2 separate regions of the Pan troglodytes genome follow, and region 1 is linked to region 2. A link is a contact called in public Hi-C data. All regions are on one chromosome and are shown on one strand. The core of a region is the stretch at or near the end of the contact, and the rest is flanking DNA. Distances in the headings are between cores, read along the strand shown. Region 1 holds the start of CAPN1 (calpain 1). Region 2 holds the start of SYVN1 (synoviolin 1).

Region 1 (4,883 bases), core at 817-3,316, 49 kb before region 2:
TGCAAGAGGGAGGGGTTGGGGCAGAGCCTGAAGGAGCGGGAATGGGGAACTACTGTGGAAAAAATACACGGGACCCGACGCCCAGGGGGCCTACCCAGTGCTCCCTGGCAGATGTCTGTGCGGGTAGCTCCATCCACGATGAACTGGGGGTTTGACAGCAGCTCCTACGAGAGACCCAGAGTCCTGTTCCAAGGCCAGCCCCTCCCAGAAATTGGCACCAGGCCACCCCAGACCCCATTCCCCACCAGGGACATGAAGTCCCATCCCTACTCCTCATCCAGGATCTGGCTCAGCCGAGTCCCACCCAGGATGGCCCCTCTCACCGTGGGACGCTTCCACTTGATGCCATAGGTCTTGGAGGAATTGGGACCCAGGTCCTTGTAACCCAGGCTCTGGGGCACCGGGGGGAAGGCCTCATCACGGAAGAGGGTCCCACTCTGCAGGCATCGCACCCGCAGCTGCTCATAATCCTGGCCCAGGTACTTGATGGCATTCTCATGGCGGCCCAGGCCCAGCTCCCTGGCCCGCTGCTTCTGCACTTGGGCTGACACCCCGGTGCAGTACACCGGCGTGATGATCTCCTCCGACATCCTGCCGGACAGACGGGCCTGTTCAGAACCCAGGCCTTCCCAAGACTAGAACCTGGGCTCCTGCCTGCAAGCTCTGCTCTCCTGCCCCTGCTTATCCATCCCCAAACCTAGGGTTTCCCTGCCTCACTGCTCCCCTCACAGAAGCAGGGTTCTCAGCCACCTCCCGGTGCTCCCAGTGAATCCAGGAAAGGGATTTCCCAGTTCCCAGGCGTGCCGGCCACCTCTCCTTTCCCGGATCCCATTGTCAGGGGCTTGCAGCTCTGTAGTGAGCCAGCAGGTCAGGTGGGGCAGGGCGGAGCCTCCAGACAGCACAAGGAACTGGGCAGGTGGGACACAGCAGGGAAGGCCTCTTTGATCCTGTTCACGGGCCTGCAACCCCCTCCCCAAACTAACCAAGCTCCTGGTGCACCGGCCCCTTGCCGTGGGCTGAAAACCCCAGACGGTCGGGGTCCCCCTCCTCAGGCCCCCGCAGCAGGCTCGATATCAGAGCTGGTGGGCCCTAGCCCAGCCCCTGGGGACAGCGGTGAGCCAGGCTGGGACAGGCGCCTAGGCTGTGCCGCTCCGCCAGCCCCCACCCCTGCTCCAGGAACGCAGAGGCCCCCGAGAAGGGACCGTGCTGGGGCAGCCCCTCAGCCCAGGAGCAGTGGCCAGGGTCAAGGAATCCCGGCTCGGCTACCCAGCTTCTTACCTGGGGGAGGGGTGTTTGGGGGTCGCTGCAGTCCCTGAGGCTGGCTTCCCGGTGGCAGCTCAGGGCAGGGCCCAACCAGGAAGAGCGCTCCTCCCCGCCCTCCTCCCGCCGCCCCTCCGCCCTTCGCCCTCCCTCTCTCCTTCTCCTCCTCCTCCTCCTGGGGCTCCTACCCCGCTTCCTCTCGGCTCTCCCTTATCTCTCCGGCACGGTCTCTGACTATCTCTTACTCACGGTGTCTCCCCGCCCCTCCCTCCGCAGGCCGGGGGCCAATTCCGCGAGAGGACAAATTAGTAAAAGGCAGAGCAGTCCCCGGGGAGGGGCCAGCGCAGGGGGGGATGGGGGGGGCTGGGGCGCGGCGGAAGGGCACCGCGGGGAGCGGAGGGGGAGGGCCGGGCAGGGGGTATTTTTAACCAGGGGCAGCAGCTCGAGTTGCAGGGCCGGACGGCCGCAGCCCACGCGCGCCCCGGCGGGCATTCCCGGGAGATCGGGCGGCGGCGCCGCCTCCCGCAGCCCCGGGCCCGCCCCGTCCCCAGCTCCCCTCGCTCCGCGCGACCGCAGCTGCTCCCGCCGTTCCCAGCCAGCCCCGGCGCGGGGCCGAGATTACCTCGGGCTGCGGCAGCTGCTCTGAGGAGGGGCCGGGCTGGCAGCGAGCAGACCCCTGCCGGACACTCAGCAAACGGCAGCCTCACCCCGCAGGGCCGCGCCACTCCCCGCCCCCACCCCACCGCCGCGTCCCGGCTCAGCGCTCCCCGGGGAACGCAGGGGGACCGGGCTCGCTGCGTGACCTTGGGTAAGTCCCTGCCCCGTTCGGCCCGACTTTCCGCATGCGTGCAGCCTATGGGATGGGGTTGGGCAATTAATTGTGGGAGCCCATCTTTCTCTAAAGTTCTGTGGTTTCTTGAACCTGGAAACTTAGAGAGGTGGACATCCCTGTCCTCTCCCCCAGGCTCTCAGCCCACCCACCTGGAAGCGCCCATGTGTCACCTTACCCAGGAGAGGGCGGCAGAGGCTGCGAGCAGGGCGGCAGCCCCCACTCCCCACCCCCAGGACCCTGAGATCCTGCTTCACGGGCTGCAAGAAGTTGGGGGGCCAGGATTCGGCGCAGAGGCCGGGGGTGTGGGTGGGGAGACTGCAGAGACTCCCGAGACCCCCCCAAGTCAGGGCTTTTCGCTGGTCTCGCAGCCCCAGCCCAGCAGCTGCTGCAGTCTTGCAGGTTGTGGATGCAAGCATTTTGCTGAGGAAACTGCATAGCGTTCCCAGGACTCTAGGGCCCACGACCCCTCAAAAGTTAAGAGCCGCTGATCTAATCTAACCCCACCTTCACCCTCAGTTAACAAAAGAGGAAAACTGAGGCCTGAGAGGGTGTGACTTGCCTGAACTCCCTAACCTGGTGAGTGATGGGTGGAACCAGCTGCTAGGCTTTCTGCGCAGGTGTCCAGGGACAGAGAAGGGTGGTTTAAACTAGGGAGGTGGCAGGCAGAAGTAGATGGATTTGATAACTATTTAGGATACACCATCAAAATTTAACTCAAACTGGATTACACACCTAAATATAAATGGCCAAACCATAAAATTTTTTTTAAAAAAATGGAGACAATCTTAACAATATTGGGTTTGAAAAGATTTCTTTTTTCTTTTCTAAAGGCAGGGTCTTGCTTTCATTGACCAGGCAAGAGTGCAGTGCCCTGATCACAGCTCACTGTAACCTTAAACTCTTGGGCTCAAGAGATCCTCTCACCTCAGCCTCCTGAGTAGCTGAGACTACAGGCACGTGCCACGACACACAGCTAATTTTTAAATTTTTTGTAGAAATGGGGTCCTGCTGTGTTACTCAGGCTGGTCATGAACTCCTGGGCTCAAGCAGTCCTCCTGCCTGAGCCTCCCAAAGTGCTGGGATTACAGGTGTGAGCTTTGGCACCTGGCCAGATTTCTTAAATATGACACAAAAACTGTAAATGATAGAAGAAATCAATAAATTGAACTTCATCAAAATAAAACGCTTTTGTTCCTCAAAATGCACGAAACTATTAAAAATGAAAACATAAGCCATAGACTAGGACGAATATTTGTAAAAATTCTATCTGATGTAGGCCTTGTATAAAGAACTTTTACAATTGAATAAAAATCCAATAAAAATGGACAAAACATTTGTTTGTTTTCTGGTGTTTGTTTTTGTTTTTGAGATGGAGTCCCGCTCCGTCCCCCAGGTTGGAATGCAGTGGCGCGATCCTGGCTCACTGCAACCTCCGCCTCCTGGGTTCAAGCAATTCTCCTGCCTCAGCCTCCCCAGTAGCTGGGATTACAGGCGCCCGCCACCACACCAGGCTAATTTTTGTATTTTTAGTAGAGACAGGGTTTCACCATGTTAGCCAAGCTGGTCTCAAACTCCTGACCTCAAGTGATCTGCACGCCTCTACCTCCCAAGGTGCTGGGATTACAGGGTGAGCCACCGCGCCTGTCAAAAAATGGACAAAACATTTGAACAGACACTTCATCCAAAAAGATCTCTGGATGGCAAATAGGCACATTAAAAAACACTGAGTGCATTACTCTTAGGGAAATGCAAATTAAAGTCACTAGAAGGACTGCTTCTAAAAGAACACCTACTAGAATGGCTAAAAGTTAAGATCGACCATACCAAGTGTTGTCATGTTGTCAAGGATATAGAAGAACTGGAGCTGTCATACACCAAGAGAGGGTAAAATGATCACCACCACTTTGGAAGACAGTTTGGCAATTTCTTTAAAATTTAGTGATACAAAGAAATCAGCCATCAAGTTACAAAAAGACATAGCATAACCTTAAACACATATTGCTAAGTAAAAGAGGCCGGTATTAAAAAGCCGCCATACTGTATGATTCCAATAACTCTATATGACGTTCTAGAAAAGGCAAAACTAGCAATAGTAAAAAGATCAGCAGTTGCCAGGGATTCAGAGGGGTAGGAGAGGGATGGAGCACAGGGCATTTTTAGCACAGCGAAACTGTTCTGTATGATACTGTAATGACGGACGCATGACATGCATTTATCCAAACCTGCAGAATGTACAACACTAAGAGTGAAATTTAATGTAAACTATGGACTTGAATTAATAATATTGTGTCAATATTGGTTCATCAGTGATTACAAATATACCACAGGCTCAGCGCAGTGGCTCACCCCTGTAATCCCAGCACTTTAGGAGACTGAGGTGGGCGGATAACATAAGGTCAGGAGTTCGAGAGACGAGCCTGGCCAATATGGCGAAACCCTGTCTCTACTAAAAAATACAAAAATTAGCTGGGCGTGGTGGTGGGCTCCTGTACTCCCCGCTACTAGGGAGGCTGAGGTAGGAGAATCACTTGAACCCAGGAGGTGGAGGTTGCAGTGAGCCAAGATCACACCATTGCACTCCAGCCTGGGCGACAAGAGCAAAACTCCGTCTCAAAAAAAAAAAAAAAAAAATAGAACTTAGTCACTGGTTAGATATGGCTCTTGGACACCAGGAGAGACCAAAGACAACTTCAGACCCTGGATCTGGCTTGAGCACCTGAGTAGATTAAAGAGAAGGGGGAATGCACTAAGCTGGAGGGACAGTATGGGATCAGGGTATGGGGTATCTTTG
Region 2 (4,977 bases), core at 1,625-4,124:
TTTCCCAGGCATGAGATGATGATGGTCTGGACTAGGACACTGGCAGTGAAAATGGCAAGGAAAGAATGAATTCTAGAGACACTCAGGAGGTAGAACCCACAGGATGTCCTCTCTTGCCTATTGCACCGCAAGAGCCTCCTAACTGGTTTCCCTGCTCCCACACTTGCCTTCCTCCCCACTACAGATTATTCCAACACAGGAGCTGGAGTGACTTTTTTTTTTTTTAATTTTTTTTGAGACTGAGTCTCGCTCCGTTGCCCAGGCTGGGGTGCAGTGGCACGATCTCAGCTCACTGCAAGCTCCGCCTTCCAGGTTCACGCCATTCTCCTGCCTCAGCCTCCGGAGTAGCTGGGACTACAGGCGCCCGCCACCAAGCTCGGCCAATTTTTGTGTTTTTTTATCAGAGACGGGGTTTCACCGTGTTAGCCACGATGGTCTCGATCTCCTCACCTCGTGATCCAATCGCCTCGGCATCCCAAAGTGCTGGGATTACAGGGTCAGCCACCACACCCAGCCTGGAGTGACTTTATTACACCTAAGTCAGAGCATGTCACACCTCTGCTCAGCACCCTCCAATGACTTCTCACGTCACTCAGAGGAAAAGCCAAGGTCCCTGTGATGGCCAATGCGATCTTGCCCTGGCCTCTTGCCTACGCACCCTTCACTAGTTCCACTATAGCCACACTCATCTCCTTCAACAAAGCAGCACTGCTCCACCTTTATTGAGCTGTAACTCTTTACCCAGACATCCACTTGGCTCATAACCTCACTTCCTTTAAGTCTTTACTCAAATGTCACCTTCTCAAGGAAGCTTACCCCGATTATCCTCGCTGATACTGCAACCAGCTTCAAGTACCCCACCACATCCTGATCCCCTTTATTCTGTTCTACTTTTTTCCTATAGCACTGATCATCTTCCAGCGTATTAGGTTTTTCACTTATGTCTGTGGTTTGCTGTCACATCTACTAGGATAAGCTCCACAAAGGTAGAGATCTATATTTTGTTCACTGACATCCTAAGTCCCTAGAACAGGAGACACTTGATCCATATTTGTAGACTAACTAATAAATGACTTAATTACCAGTTTGGATGTGGGGGCAGATAGTGAGCATGATGCCCGTTTCCGGAGCTGGGGTGCAGACAGTGTCTAGGGACACTGAACTGTTTTAAAAGCAGGATAGATCCCGGCTGGAGACCACACAAGGAAATCATCAGCACCTGGGTCAGGGGCTGGACTGGAGCAGAGGAAATCATGCAGGAAAAGTAAAGAGAAGGACATCAGGTAAAGAGAAGAGGACACATGCATAGCCAGAGAGAAAAGAGGAGCAGAGGCATGTGGATCACAGAAGCTTAGGGAGGAGACTTTCAAGAAGGGGAGAGAGGTTGAGTCAAGCAAGGGCTGAAAGCCAACCATTGGATGCAGTCACTAGAAAGTTACAGATAGGCAAGGTGTTGTGGCTCACGCCTGTAATCCCAACACCTTGTGGGGCTGAAGTGGGAGGATCGCTTGAGCCCGGGAGGTCGAGGCTGCAATGAGCCCTGATGGCGCCAATGCACTCCAGCCTGGGCGACAGAGCAAGACCCTGTCGCAAAAATTAATAAATAAATAAATAAAAAGAAAAGGGGAAAAAAAAGTTATACGTGGCCTTACGGGGAAGCCAACTCTGACTGGTTATAAGCTGAAACTGTCAAGTCAACAGGTGGCAGGGAAGATGGCTGAGACCAACAGCACAGAGATTTAGAGGCAGACAGACCTGGCGCCAATCCTAGGACAGGTTTTGGTAAGCCTTTGAATTTCAATTTACCCACGTTTCGGGGGAGGGGGTAGCACCCCCTAGCTCATAAACCTTAGTGATTGATGATTAAATGAGATGACGGAGGAAAACGCAAGGCACAAAGTGGATGCATTAGCTCCATTTTGTTAATCAGCAGGCTTAGTTGGCTGCGACCCAGACACGAACTAAAATACAGTGCAGCCCAGGACCAGTGGGGGTCTTGCTTATGGCTCAGAGCTGAACAACACATGGACAGCAAAATCAGACATTGAGATGCGGGCAGGCCTGCGACGCTGAAGTCAATTCCTTTGAACAAACAGAACACTTCCGTCCCAAGATTAGCAGGAATTAATCTCCCAGTCTCGGGTACACCTGGTTGTCCCTCCCTGTCCTGGCGCGGCAAACGTTCCCGGAGGCCAGCCAGGGATCACTCGCCCAAGGACTGAGCTTTCCCTACTCTCAGCCAACTGGTGCGGGACCAGGGCCTAGGCAACGCAGCTGTCCGCCCCTAACAACCACTCACCTGCTTTCCCCTTTCTATAGGACAGCAAAGGTACTTTCTTTTTCTTATTGGGCCGCGTAACTTATCGCAACCAATCAGTGGCAGCCACGGGACCCAACTCACTCCCACACAACTTGTGGGGGTGATCATGGAGAAGACAAATTTTTGTTTTCCGCATCCAGTTCTCTCAGAGAGCACCGTATTTGTCAAACTGTTGTGACTCTCCCTAAATGTTTAAGAAAACATTTCATTCCCCTTAGGCTTGTATAGTCTGTCCCTGGCCTACTCCCCGCTCCAGGTGGTACAGCCCGCAAGCGGCTCCACTTCCCAGCTGCTCGCGGGGCCGAGTCCCCCAGTCCGAGGAGGCCACTCAGCGCAGGGGCCATACCATCTGTGACTAATAAATAATAGGGGGACCTCCGACTCCCCCCTGTTGCCTTATTACCTTCCGACCACCTCTCGGACCTCTTGCCCAGCCCTTCCCCGTAGACAGCGCCCCAGATACGGTGGTGACACCATTGCTATGGGCCCACGTAGGGCGCAGTGCGAGCCAGGGCAGGACGCACTTGGTACGACCCACGCCGCGCCCCGCGCCGCCGGAAGTGAGGTGTCTGACCCCCGAAGTTCCGGTTCGCAGGGGGTGGGGAGTGTTGTTAACCGGAGGGGCAGCCGCAGTCGCGCGGATTGAGCGGGCTCGCGGCGCTGGGTTCCTGGTGAGTGGGGCGAAGTCTGGCCCGAGTTGTGGTTGGGGTCGGGACCCGAACCTTCCCCTTGAGGTCTCCGGAGTCGGCGCGCCCCTCAGCCCCGCCGCACGCTTTCGGCCTGTCAGCTGGCTGGAGACCTCAGACGCCGGTGCGGCCGCTCTGCTCAAGCCTGGGCCCTGCCTGCGACGCCCGCAACTCCTGGTGCTCACAGGTGCGCGGCCGCGAGGGCGACCCGGCTCCTCCCGTCCCGCTGTTTTTGTGGTGCTCTGAGTTGACACTACTCCGGGGGTCGGGGGACCCCAGGATTCCAGGCTGACGTTCCCCGCCCGCTCCCGCAGGGCGGGCGTCCGAACTGCCCACCCTAACACAGCTGTCACCGGCGCTGTCGCCTGCCCAGCCTGCTACTCTCTGTGCCTTGGCTGCTCTCAGCCCTGGCTGCGCATTCCCGCCCCTGGAGCAGATTTCTGCTGTTGCCTCCCACCCCATCTTCTCCACCGGAGGGTCAGCGGTGCAGCTCCCCCTCCTCCAACATTGCAGCTTTTCCTCATCGCCTCCCTAGAGGAGGCGGCTTGGCAGGCAGCGTGGAAAGAGCCCTAGATTTGAAGCAAGACTGACCCAGGTTCCAGGCCTTGCGTCAGTGTGATCACTTAACCCCTTCGAGTCTTATTTGTAAAATGGGGTAGCGTAAGCTATTCTTTGTCTGATGATTTCGAGGGCGAAATGTGATTTTCCCCCCCACTTTCTCCTATTAATTGAGGCTGTGCCAGGCACCGGGCTATTTTGCACAGCATGAGCATCACATAAGTTATTTTCTTGCCCCATGCAGGTCTCCGGGCCAGGGCAATGTTCCGCACGGCAGTGATGATGGCGGCCAGCCTGGCGCTGACCGGGGCTGTGGTGGCTCACGCCTACTACCTCAAACACCAGTTCTACCCCACTGTGGTGTACCTGACCAAGTCCAGCCCCAGCATGGCAGTGAGTTCAGGGCTCAGGGAGGGAGGAACTCCCTGGGAGGGAAGGAGGAGTCTGCCTGGGCAAGGGGCGGGGCTAGAGGTCAGGTAAGTAGGGAAGTAGCCGCCAGCTGCCTAACTTTGAATAAACTGTGATGAGGATGTGGAGGATCCTGCATGATGAGTCCCAAGGAGAGGAAAGCAGAAAGTGACCTCAAACCATAGCCTCTCCCCACTCCTAGGTCCTGTACATCCAGGCCTTTGTCCTTGTCTTCCTTCTGGGCAAGGTGATGGGCAAGGTGTTCTTTGGGCAACTGAGGGCAGCAGAGATGGAGGTAAGATGTCGGCTGCCCCAAAGGTGAGGGCAGGGTGCTGGGAAAGAATGTTTGGTATCCACATTATTCCCTGCCTGGCCCCCAGCACCTTCTGGAACGTTCCTGGTACGCCGTCACAGAGACTTGTCTGGCCTTCACCGTTTTTCGGGATGACTTCAGCCCCCGCTTTGTTGCACTCTTCACTCTTCTTCTCTTCCTCAAATGTTTCCACTGGCTGGCTGAGGACCGTGTGGACTTTGTGAGTCAAGGCAGGGAGTTCTGGAGCAGGTGGAAGCCAGGGAGTAGCCAGCGGGCAGGCTTAAGGAGCAGGGAGGGCTAGGTTGAGGGTGTGGGGTGAGCCCCAGGCTTCCTGACAGGCCTCTTCTGTGCTCTGCCTCAGATGGAACGCAGCCCCAACATCTCCTGGCTCTTTCACTGCCGCATTGTCTGTGAGTGAGATTCAGGGGAGGGGAAGGGAGGACTGGAACGTGAACCGTGGACCTGTACTCCAGAGCACAGGCTACCCCCCACAGCTGTACAGGAAAGATAATTTAGGAAGTTAATTTGCATAGTCTCTGTGCTGTTCCACTCCAGGGCTTCTCAACTGCCTGGGCCCTCAGCCCTGTGCCTTCTCACCTGCAGCCTGGGCAGCCCCAACAACTCCCCCTCCCCCAGGAAGTTCCCAGAGGGCCAGGTTCAGTGGAGTGTGCCCACCTGACTAGATCGCTGGG

What was found. A called contact is a pair of places that touch in the nucleus more often than the background predicts.
Region 1: a contact with region 2 is called in a Hi-C map of induced pluripotent stem cells, with 1.9 times the contacts expected there. The contact joins the promoter of CAPN1 here to the promoter of SYVN1 in region 2. A contact is called at or near these places in 2 of 7 Hi-C or Micro-C datasets (induced pluripotent stem cells and stem cell-derived neural progenitor cells) and 1 of 1 datasets of contacts at active chromatin or transcription factors (stem cell-derived excitatory neurons).

What each region holds. Positions count from the first base shown.
Region 1 is chr9:67,510,207-67,515,089 of NHGRI_mPanTro3-v2.0_pri, reverse strand. CAPN1 (calpain 1) reads right to left here and starts at 2,066. Exons shown (of 21, transcript XM_054662464.2): 1 at 1,883-2,066; 2 at 324-591; 3 at 95-164. The coding sequence starts at 590.
Region 2 is chr9:67,462,091-67,467,067 of NHGRI_mPanTro3-v2.0_pri, reverse strand. It overlaps SYVN1 (synoviolin 1), which reads left to right and starts at 2,874. Exons shown (of 16, transcript XM_016921219.4): 1 at 2,874-2,991; 2 at 3,809-3,957; 3 at 4,175-4,267; 4 at 4,353-4,505; 5 at 4,647-4,695. The coding sequence starts at 3,826. It overlaps SPDYC (speedy/RINGO cell cycle regulator family member C), which reads right to left and starts at 2,800. Exons shown (of 5, transcript XM_063783059.1): 1 at 2,724-2,800. The coding sequence starts at 2,797.